3 separate regions of the Zea mays genome follow, and all the other regions are linked to region 1. Evidence: chromatin contacts called from public Hi-C data. All regions are on one chromosome and are shown on one strand. The core of a region is the stretch at or near the end of the contact, and the rest is flanking DNA. Distances in the headings are between cores, read along the strand shown.

Region 1 (3,532 bases), core at 756-3,255:
AGGACTCCAACGCAAACTCGCCACCTTCGGGAATCTCCAGAGGCGACTCCGCTATAATTCACCGGACTGTCCGGTGTACACCGGACAGTGTCCGGTGCGCCAAGGAAGGTCGGCCTCAGGAACTCGCCAGCTTCGGGAAACTCCAACGGCTAGTCCGCTATAATTCACCGGACTGTCCGGTGTGCACCGGACTGTCCCGTGCGACTCCGGAGCAACGGTCATCTCTGCGCCAACGGCTCTCTGCCGCGCATTTAATGCGCGCTCTGCGCGCGCAGAAGTCAGGCGCGCCCATACTGGCACACCGGACAAGGAACAGTAGCTGTCCGGTGTGCACCGGACACCCAGGCGGGCCCACAAGTCAGAAACTCCAACGGCTAGAATCCAACGGCAGTGATGACGTGGCAGGGGGCACCGGACTGTCCGGTGTGCACCGGACTGTCCGGTGCGCCATCGAACAGACAGGTTTCCAACGGCCACATTTGGTGGTTGAGGCTATAAATACCCCAACCACCCCACCATTCATTGCATCCAAGTTTTCTACTTCCCAACTACTACAAGAGCTCTAGTATTCAATTCTAGACACACCAAAGAGATCAAATCCTCTCCAATCTCCACACAACGCCATAGTGACTAGAGAGAGTGATTTACTTGTGTTCTTTCGAGCTCTTGCGCTTGGATTGCTTTCTTCTTTCTTGATCCATTCTTTGCAATCAAACTCACTTGTAATTGAGGCAAGAGACACCAATCTTGTGGTGGTCCTTGTGGGAACTTTGTGTTCCAAGTGATTGAGAAGAGAAAGCTCACTCGATCCGTGGATCGTTTGAGAGAGGGAAGGGTTGAAAGAGACCCGGCCTTTGTGGCCTCCTCAACGGGGAGTAGGTTTGCAAGAACCGAACCTCGGTAAAACAAATCTCCGTGTCTCACTTGCTTATTCGCTTGGGATTTGTTTTGCGCCCTCTCTCGTGGACTCATTTCTTTATTACTAACGCTAACCCGGCTTGTAGTTGTGTTTATATTTGTAAATTTCAGTTTCGCCCTACTCACCCCCCTCTAGGCGACTTTCAAGGCTGAAATATTTGTCTTGGATAGATATATTGTAGCGCCATTTCCCAGATCGACATATATGCTTATAATGTGGTATTTGACCACGACTTATATATATGATGCTATTTAATTGAATTTAATAATTTAGTTAGACGTGACTTTTTATAGATATAACATATTGCATATTTCAAATATATATAAATATTGCATATTTCGGACTTCAGTATGCTTTTTGTATATTAGATTGTTTTGCTGTTGATTGTGTGAATACACATACATACCTTAATGTTTATAAATAAACAATAATTATATCAAAAAATAGTGCAGAGTGACGACTGCGCAGCTAACACCAGACCACACATACCTTAATGTTTATAAATAAACAATAATTATATTAAAAAATAGTGCAGAGTGAGCACTCGAACCTCCTCTGCCCCAAAAATTTGGGGCTAACCACTAGATTACACATATCTTAGTGTTTATAAATAAACAGTAATTATATTTGAATAAATATCTCAATATCTATTTATATGATATATAAAAATCGTAGCAAAGAAAAGACAACCGGCTAGTTTCAATTTAAGACACTAGTTTAAAAGCATTGTTAGAGATGCTCTTAGAACCCAACCCAAGCCCGGTTCACCCTGAGCTATCACCCATTTCAATGTCGATAGATTAGCCCATTTTAAACTGGACCACAGAAGCAGCTCAAGCCCAGTCCAATCGAACAAGCCAGAATCTCCCGCCCGCTAACTGACCATGCGGCTCCATTGGTCAGTGTCTCCCCGCCCGCCTCTCCCATCTTCAAAAACCACCCACGGCCCGTCCCCTCGACCTCCCCGAAACCCCACTTCTCGGATCGAGACTAGGGTTAGGGTTTCGTCACTCCCGCCCCGATTCGAACCAATCCGCCTAGGCCCCCGCCGCGCCATGGCCGCCGGTTCCATTGTGGTGGACTTCCCCTCCATGGGCGCCGCCCTCTGCTTCCCCAACCTCGAATCACTCCTCCGAGACTCCGCCTCGGGTTTCCTCTCCGCCGTCTCCGCCGCCCCGGCCCCCGGCGCCGCCGACCTCACCAACTTCCACCGCGTCTTCTCGCGCGTCCTCAGCACCTACTCAGACCCGCCGCTCGAGGTCGTCTGGTTCTTCTCCGCGCTCTCCTTCCACGACCGCCCTGACGACCTCCGCTCACTGCTCCAGCTCCTCTCCGCCTTCGCCGCTTCCTCGCCCGGGGCCGCCAAGCCGCTCGCCCTCCTCGCCCCCGTCGTCTCCGAGCTTTTCCACTCAGATAAGCCGCGCAGGGAGACCGAGGCCGTCGTCGAGGCTGTCCTCAGCTACATCAGCATCTGCAGCAGTCGCCCCGCCCCCTCTTCGACTGAAGGCACCACCGCCGACGCTGTGAGGCTGCTGCCGGCTTTCGGCGATCTTGTCAAGGTGTGGAGCGTGCGGCACTCGAGGGAGAGGTGCCCGTTCCAGGTGCTGTTCCCGCTCGCTGGTGACGAGGCCAGGCGGGAGCTCATGAAGGAAGGCTGCAGCGTTGACTACCTCGCTGGGGTGGTGCTGGTTGAGGCGTTCCTTCTCAGGCTCTGCCTCAAGGTGCAGAATGCAACAGGGGTGCCTCGCTCTGAGCTGCAGAAGGAGCTCAAGATCTGGGCAGTCAGCTCCATCCCGGTCTTCCAGAGCCACCAATTCTTCGGTAAGTGGATCATGGCCAAATTCTTATTCTTCCTTTTAGCATCACTTGTAGTGACTCGAGATTATGTTGGCATCTTTTTGCCCATGGATATAACAGGGGTCCTGCTGAACATGCTCTTGAACTCTCCGCTGCCTGTTTACTCTCTAGTGGTATGTGTTTCCTGACTAATGAGCAATTTGAGAGCATGACACAACAAGCTAGTATTATTATGGATTCACTGCTTATTAACAAAATTATAAGAGTATTAATTAAGCATTCACAAGGCATGTGGTAGTTGTATGGACCATAAAAATATTAACAAACATGGCAAATAGCTTATAAACTCATTTCATGAATTAAGAAACATGAGTCATGATCATGCTTTTTCATTACCTGTTCTGTAAACTAGTTATTTACCTTTGTGAAATAAGAAATGTGCAACTTGTTGCCTTGTTCTTCAACTGTGCTTGGAATCAGGAATCTTTCCTAATTTGTGGAAACTAAAGAGGAGAACAGAACGGTATATGACTATTGTGTATCGCAAAGCTGGTGTTACTATAGCATTTTGCTGTCATCATCTGCAAGGAGCATGATTTAAGATGGAGTTGTGTCTCATCTTTGTGATATGCAAACAGGTTGAAGCCTGAACTGTGGTTTGTCCTAGTATACCCTTTTGTTTCGGATCATGATTATGCCTTTTTTATGCGGAAATGGCAAAATAGGGGTTTATGTACAATTTTACTTGGTTATATGTTCAGTTTTGCAAGCAGTGCAGTACTGTACACACGTATTTGATCACTCCTATAAAGTTGC
Region 2 (3,532 bases), core at 368-2,867, 200 kb after region 1:
ATAATCCATCGTGACATGAGACCAAACAACATCCTTGTCACACATGATTTCGAGCCACTGGTACAGTCCTACTTTGCTGATTGTGGTGTAAAGTTGACTATTTGTTCTTGTGCATTTGACATTAGGCACCTTTCCATATAGGTTAAAGTTTTTGTATCTGATGCAATCATGAGGCAATTATTCTTCGTATTTGACTGGTAGTAGACTAATGTTGCAATTAAACTTTTCTGATGGTGTTTGGAGTCTTTCTTAGGGAGGTCAATCTATCCTAATTTTTTTTTGTTATTACACTTATCAGCATGAAAGTATGGTCTTAAAGCAGATTAGGTTTGGAGCGATGTTTATCTTTCGTCTGCTGAACTCTGCCAACCATCCAATATATTTTTTTTGGTTCCTGTTGAACTATTAATTTCATGTTATGATTGTAAGCTGCATAATGGTTGCCCCGGCCCGACAGGTTGGAGATTTCGGCCTGGCACGATGGCAACCTGATGGAGACATGGGTGTTGAAACAAGAGTTATTGGCACATTTGGGTGGGTGTTTTTGTGACTTTATCCTATGTATATTTTCATCATAGGCAATTTCAACTTTTGAGTGCAGCTAACGAGAGAACTTTATTACCGGGTGCAGTTATCTGGCACCTGAATATGCGCAGAGTGGGCAAATAACAGAGAAGGCTGATGTGTACTCTTTTGGGGTTGTGTTAGTGGAGCTTGTGACTGGGCGGAAGGCTGTTGACATCAACCGACCAAAGGGTCAGCAGTTGCTAACTGAATGGGTGAGTTACATATTGGATCATCATTTCTCGTTAGTAAAGCCTATTTTTTTTTGGATGGCTAAGAGGCTAAGACATTTTGCTTCACAGTAATGATTCATATGGTTTATGGGACACCACCCTTGTAGCAGATAACTTTCTTGTGTTATATAAACTACAGTTTTGTGTTGAACTCGCAAGATTTGGATTGTACAGGCACGGCCATTCTTGGAGGAGTATGCAATTGATGAGCTCATAGACCCACGACTGGGCGCGCGCTACTCCGAAAACGAGGTGCACTGCATGCTGCACGCGGCAAACCTGTGTATAAGACGTGACCCACATTCAAGGCCTCGCATGTCCCATGTTAGTGATAATTTTTGTTGTTGTTGTTGTTGTTGTTGTTGCTGCATCCCCATATCCAGTGATGAAAGCTCGATTGCATGCATGCTCACCATTTCTGCCTTGGTGAATAAAAGGTTCTTCGCATTCTTGAGGGCGACATGGTCGTGGAGTCTGGTTCTGTTAACGGCAGTAGTGATTCTGGGAGCAGAAGCTGGAGGTTGCTGAGTGAGCAACAGCATTATTGCCAGGAGTACAGAGTAGCCCGGCTCAACAAGAATCGCGAAGGGCAGGCGAGGGGAAACGCTCCTACAGCGGACCGGGACAAGCAGAGTATCTCCAACAGATATTAGTGCTGTCGCATAATGCAAGAGATCGCTCAAATCCTGTATTATTCCCTCGCCCCTACCTCCCTCTCGCATTTCTTTCTTTTTGGGATCATTTTATGCTCACTTCCTAGCCCTAGCAATTTGTAGGCTGGAAAGCTTTTGCTGATACATTGTTGTCCTGGTGTATATAGAAATGTTAATAGGATTACAAGTATATTGACCTGCAACGTATGGATGTTTCTGGAAAAGTAGTGCAGACATCCTGGTGGCATCTCCACGCTGTTCTTGGCAGTCGTGGTGTTTGCATTCGTTGCGCTACAGGCAAACGTAGCTGGTATAATATAATCATGCAATAATGCCACATGTGGTTTATTACTACCATCCAATTCCATAGTGTGCTGTGCCCCCTGAAACGGTGCACTGCAATCCTTTCAGGCATGGCGCTCTACCCAAGTTCCGCGCTGTAATAAAAACAGCAGGCCTGAAGCGCGTCTGGCTGACAGGCGGCAGGCAGGCCCAGGCAGAGGGCCTCTGTCTGTGCACCTGCTGCTGCAAACGGCGAGAAGATGCTGGCGCTTGCGTTGGGCCCGGTCCGAGAGCCCGATGGACGACGGGACGGCGACGGCGACGGCTGCTGCTCCGGCCGGCTGTTTCTGCTAGAGCGCTCGCCCCGCCGCAAGCCCTCGCGCGACACGTCCAGCCCGGCGTCCGCGTCGCGTGGACACGTCCTGATGCATGTCAGCGGCTGCCAGAGCAGCGCTCATCATTGCATGCGTTCCTGTGCGTGCGTACAATGGCCCGGGGGCCACCGTACGTACGCCGGCTTGTAGCAACTAGCAACTCGTGGAGTTCTCCGGCCAGCTACTGTGGCTGGCGACTGGCAAGGCTGCGACTGCGAGCAAGATGCCACTGTGCTGCGGCATGGTGGTCCGTTCACGGTGGCGCAGGCAGGCAGGCAAGCAAGGGCAATCATCGTTTTCCCGGTTCACGGAGGAGCAGGGTTTACCATACCAGGGCTGTCTGTTGACACTGTGCTCGCAAAGCCACAACTGGCCGGACCGTGGTCCACCCGTACGTCCCCGGCTCCTCGCCCGTGGTGGGGATGTGCTACTGCTGTGGCTGTGATAACTGATAAGACGACGCAACGCAATGCAAGAAGGTAGAACCGTAGAAGTAGGACTGACCAAGTCTCCTCTATTGGATGAGGCCGCTGATCATAGTACCAACGATTTTTTGTACTACTGATGCCATGTTTGGTTTCAATTAGTCCTAGGACTAAATTTTAGTCCTAGGACTAAACTTTAGTCCCTACATGTTTGGTTCTAGGGACTAAACATATTCTAAAGTCATTAGGTAGGTGCCCGTGCGTTGCGACGGCATACAAAATATTAAATAAAATAGTAATGTACAACTAAATTAGTTCAAAAAGATATGTAATGCTCAAAGGATAGTGTTTGTGGATGTCAGAGAGCGGGCGGACGCACCTAGATAGCGAAGCATGGAGAACGAGCGAGCGGGTGAGGGCGCGACACACAAAAACCACGACTGGAACTATTAAAAGTAGTGCATTATAGTAGTAAAGGTAGTAGATAAAATACCCCCACCCAGTTGTTAATATGTCGATCTAATAATTCAAAACACCACTTTTAAAGATGGGATAAATATATTAGTCCAGATTTCCCGATAACAAAACCACATTAAATTAGCCAAAGAGACTATATGGTTCTACACTTCTACATAAAATAAAATAAAATAAGAAAGAAAATTCTTGTTGAAAGAGAAGTGATAAAAATAATGGGAAATGAGAAGAGAAAGAAATACTCTACAGTAGGGTCTATCATATGAAGTTCGTGAAATAAAGTTCTAGCACAAAAAACAAGTTTATTCAAATCAAGGCAATATTTACAGTTATACAATACACATGCTGCTTTTGACTGGGATGCGCTGCTAATTAGCAGTCGAACTGATCAGCATAGACTAAACAAATGGTCTCAAGCTTTATGCTGCCTGAACAATGGAAAAGCACACACGCAAGCAATTCTAACATGCCCTAGTAGTTGACACAATATTCAAAGGAACTTGGTTATCACACGGCAGGAAGTCTGA
Region 3 (3,532 bases), core at 590-3,089, 200 kb before region 1:
ATTAGTTAGCACCAGGGCCCTGAGAGGAAATATTTTCGCCTTATGTTAATAAACATTTCCATCATTGTGCTACTTCGAAGTACCACATTGACTTGAAACATTTGAAGACAAACTACAGGCCCTCAAACACTGTGCTTGACACTGTACTAAAATGTTTTTTAGCATTGTTAAATTCCAAGCGCAGCTAACTAGCAAATACAAAGGAAATACAAGATCAATACCGGGTCAAGTGCATTCAGTCATCCTATCACATATGCAAATTACTTAGATATAAGGGAGTAAAGAGGAAGACAAAATCCAGATACGGATACACCTGCATGCTGCACCCAGCAAATCTTACACACTCTGATCAAAGAAAAAATTGACAACACTTGATGCTAAAGATGTTATGCATAAACTTTTATAAACCAGATATATACATGTGCACAGCATTTTCCGCTGTCAATCAACTGACATCCAAAATAAACAAGAAGCAATCACATTTCCCAATAACCAATGCAGTTATCAGTGTTTATATGCAAAGCTAAACCTACTCTTCCATGCATGCATAGTTTTTGGCCACGGTGATATTACAAAGATTCATTTCTAGAACCATACAGCAAATTCTTCTTGCAGTAGTGTCATGACACATCAACACCGCAAGGGACTCTACACCAGGGTGCTAATTGATCAAACCTTCATGGTTTTCCCTAACAGCCATGCATTGTGTTCTATGCACCTATCTGTCTCCACATAAGATGGATCTCAGTGCAAGCATTGAAGTATAAGTTTATTTCGCTATGAAACTTCAAAATTGTGTTTAATCCACCAAACCAAACTTAAATTCAGGAACTGGCAAGTATAACATTGAAAGAGGAGATAGAACATTCCATTGCATAAAGGTATAGCATCATGATATAATGAACAAAAACATTAAAAATAGATGGGAGATTTGTCACATTTGCTATCACAACAAACCACATGATAAACACACATATTAAGTCATAAACAGTAAAGCCACGAAGACTGCCCTCAAAAGTGAAAAGCGTAGATATGCTGTGCTACCTACAAATGCTCAGTTACACCACGGGAAAATAACCACATTATCTTCCTAACAATCTTAATCCGCTCACAGAATCAGGCAGTCAGCTTGGCTATCCTCATCGCTGATACTGGCCATAACCAAGTCATATCATACATACATACAGTTAATTAGGAAAAAAAACTGCACAACACTATACCCGTCTAACAAGCGACCTGAACAAGCCCGAAAAAAGCCCCGTTAAACGCACGAACGAACAGATCGTGCAGCACTTCAGGCAAGAGAACCCAATTGACTAATCGCAACGAGACACAACAACAAAAGCCACAGTTGGTTTCACCTTGCGAGGCGGGTGTAGAAGAGCTGCTTGGAGAGCTCCTGGCATTTCTCGATGGTGGGGGGCTGCACGACGTACTGCTTGTTCTTCTCCATGAGCTCCTTGTAGTAGGAGCCGCCGTGCTTCGAGGCGAACTCCGCCGCCTGCACCGCCTGAGCGCGCAGCTGTGCCAGCCTCGCCGCCATCGCCGCCGATCCTAAACCCTACGGCACCCCGAACAGGAAGGGAAAACCGAGTCAAATCGAAAGGAACCAGATCTGGACGCACGGGGTGGGGAGACTACGGATCTGGCGGGAAGAGGTCAGAGTTTATGGTGGAGAATCGGAAGCTCACCTTGGTGGATCGAAGGGGAGAGGTGCCGCCACGAGGTGCGAGGAGATCGATAAGGACGAAAACGGCGGGCGAGATGGGGAGAGAAAAACGGCGGCGGAGGGTGGGTGCGTATGGGTTGGTCAAGACTCGAGACCTCGAGGGTCGAGGGTAATATCGTCAATTCATTTTGTAGTTTTGGTTCAGAACTCACAAGAGATGGATTTGGAGATGGATTTGTATGTCATCGTGTTTAAGAAGGTGTTTGGTTACTTTAGTCATACTACTAAATTTTAGTCAATAAACTTTAGTCACTAGAATTTATATATGAGAAATCTCCATTAGTTACCATGTTTGGTAATTTAGAGATTAAAATTGATTAAACTTTAGTCACAATAAGATAGTTATTTAAACATGTTTTAAACTATAAATTATTTATAAAGCTTTCTAATTGTGGGAAAGTCCATTAAGACGTCATGTTTGTTTCGTTGGAATTAAAATACATTCTAATAATTATAATTTAGACAAAAATAATTAAGTTAATATATTTGTCTATGTATTATATTTGTATATTATCCTAAATCATATGAGAGAGAGATAGTTATACACTACATTTGTGTTATAAAGAAGCAAGTAGAAGAGTACATTATAAATTGTATATTAGAAAAGTAGCATGTAAATATATAGAATCAATTTCTATCTCTTACTCCATAAATTTGAGATAGTCTTATATATACACTTTGGAAAGTTATGTAATGTCACATTCTAAATAAATAACCTACTACATTAGTTAGATTCTAATTCCTCAAAATGAAGGAAAACAAACGGGCCCTATGTTATTGTTTATTAGATTTGCATCCTAAGATTTGTAAGCCAATGTAGTTCAATTAACATCTAGTTCAAGTATGAACATCCTAAGATTTGTAAGCCACTGTAGTTCGACGAACATCCAGTTCAAGTATGAAATTTCATATTAAGAACATTGTAGTGTACATATATCAATAATAAATAAATAATACAAAATATTAGGAACCCCCTCCATAAGTCCATAACTACTGTAAATTCAAAACGCACCAATCTGATTGTACTAAGATCACGTTTCTAATAAGTACCAAAAATCACAAGATACAAAGCAAAAAACGTAAAATAGATAGTACTCCTGTAGTATCATCTATCATGGTAACTGTTGCACAATTGACACATTTCATACGATCCGGATAAAATGTGCATGTGTTACAACGGCACATAAATTATTCGAAAAAATGTTAGTGCACAATACAACACACTTCTTGAATGCAAGTAATTCAGTGGATTCCAAAATTTTAACATACTTTTCACACTAATGAAATGATGAATGTTAAGAGCATCATGTTCAAGAATGACAAGGTTTCGGCATTCCTAACTTCCTTGCTTTGGTTAGTGTGTATGTGTCGTGCAACTCCATAAGGACGTGGTCGCGATGAGGGGAGGGCCTCCGACTCTTTCAACCTCTGATCTTTCTGTGGTGGATGGAGCGTCCACCAATGAGTTAACCGGGTTGCCCGTTCCAACCTCCCTGCCCGTCCAAGGGATGCTGGCGACGCCGTCCCCTAGTGTCTGCCTTATTATGATGACTTCCTGCGCAGTCTCTTTGAGGGGGGTTTCGACCGCCGGTGTGTTTCCCCTCATCGGAGCTTCACCAGAGGGGAGGGGTGTTTTGGTCCTGCTTCCATCGCTGCCGTCCCTGGGTGCCACGGTGGTGATCACTCAACCTGAGGCGGCGACGTCGTTGGTTGTGGCCTCTTTTTCTTCAACAAGGGTCGTGGTCCCTCCACCACCGGAGGGACACCCTTCTCCTCCCCCTAGATGTCGGGGCGGACGTGGAG

What was found. A called contact is a pair of places that touch in the nucleus more often than the background predicts.
Region 2: a Hi-C map of tassel shows a contact between it and region 1, with 2.3 times the contacts expected there. The contact joins the promoter of LOC103636053 here to the promoter of LOC100304181 in region 1. A contact is called at or near these places in 3 of 25 Hi-C or Micro-C datasets (bundle sheath, ear and tassel).
Region 3: a contact with region 1 is called in a Hi-C map of leaf, with 4 times the contacts expected there. The contact joins the promoter of LOC100285174 here to the promoter of LOC100304181 in region 1. A contact is called at or near these places in 4 of 25 Hi-C or Micro-C datasets (ear, endosperm, leaf and 1 more).

Annotation. Positions count from the first base shown.
Region 1 is chr8:145,303,481-145,307,012 of Zm-B73-REFERENCE-NAM-5.0, forward strand. LOC100304181 reads left to right here and starts at 2,006. Exons shown (of 5, transcript NM_001165636.1): 1 at 2,006-2,740; 2 at 2,837-2,889. The coding sequence starts at 2,011.
Region 2 is chr8:145,508,006-145,511,537 of Zm-B73-REFERENCE-NAM-5.0, forward strand. It overlaps LOC103636053, which reads left to right and starts at 1,618. Exons shown (of 2, transcript XM_008658411.4): 1 at 1,618-1,760; 2 at 1,862-2,842. The coding sequence starts at 1,657. The coding sequence ends at 2,453. It overlaps LOC103636052 (inactive protein kinase SELMODRAFT_444075), which reads left to right. Exons shown (of 12, transcript XM_020542447.3): 6 at 1-60; 7 at 458-534; 8 at 632-779; 9 at 972-1,121; 10 at 1,235-1,354; 11 at 1,357-1,412; 12 at 1,414-1,640. The coding sequence ends at 1,450.
Region 3 is chr8:145,106,223-145,109,754 of Zm-B73-REFERENCE-NAM-5.0, forward strand. LOC100285174 (hydrogen-transporting ATP synthase, rotational mechanism) reads right to left here and starts at 1,840. Exons shown (of 3, transcript NM_001291793.1): 1 at 1,692-1,840; 2 at 1,362-1,561. The coding sequence starts at 1,543.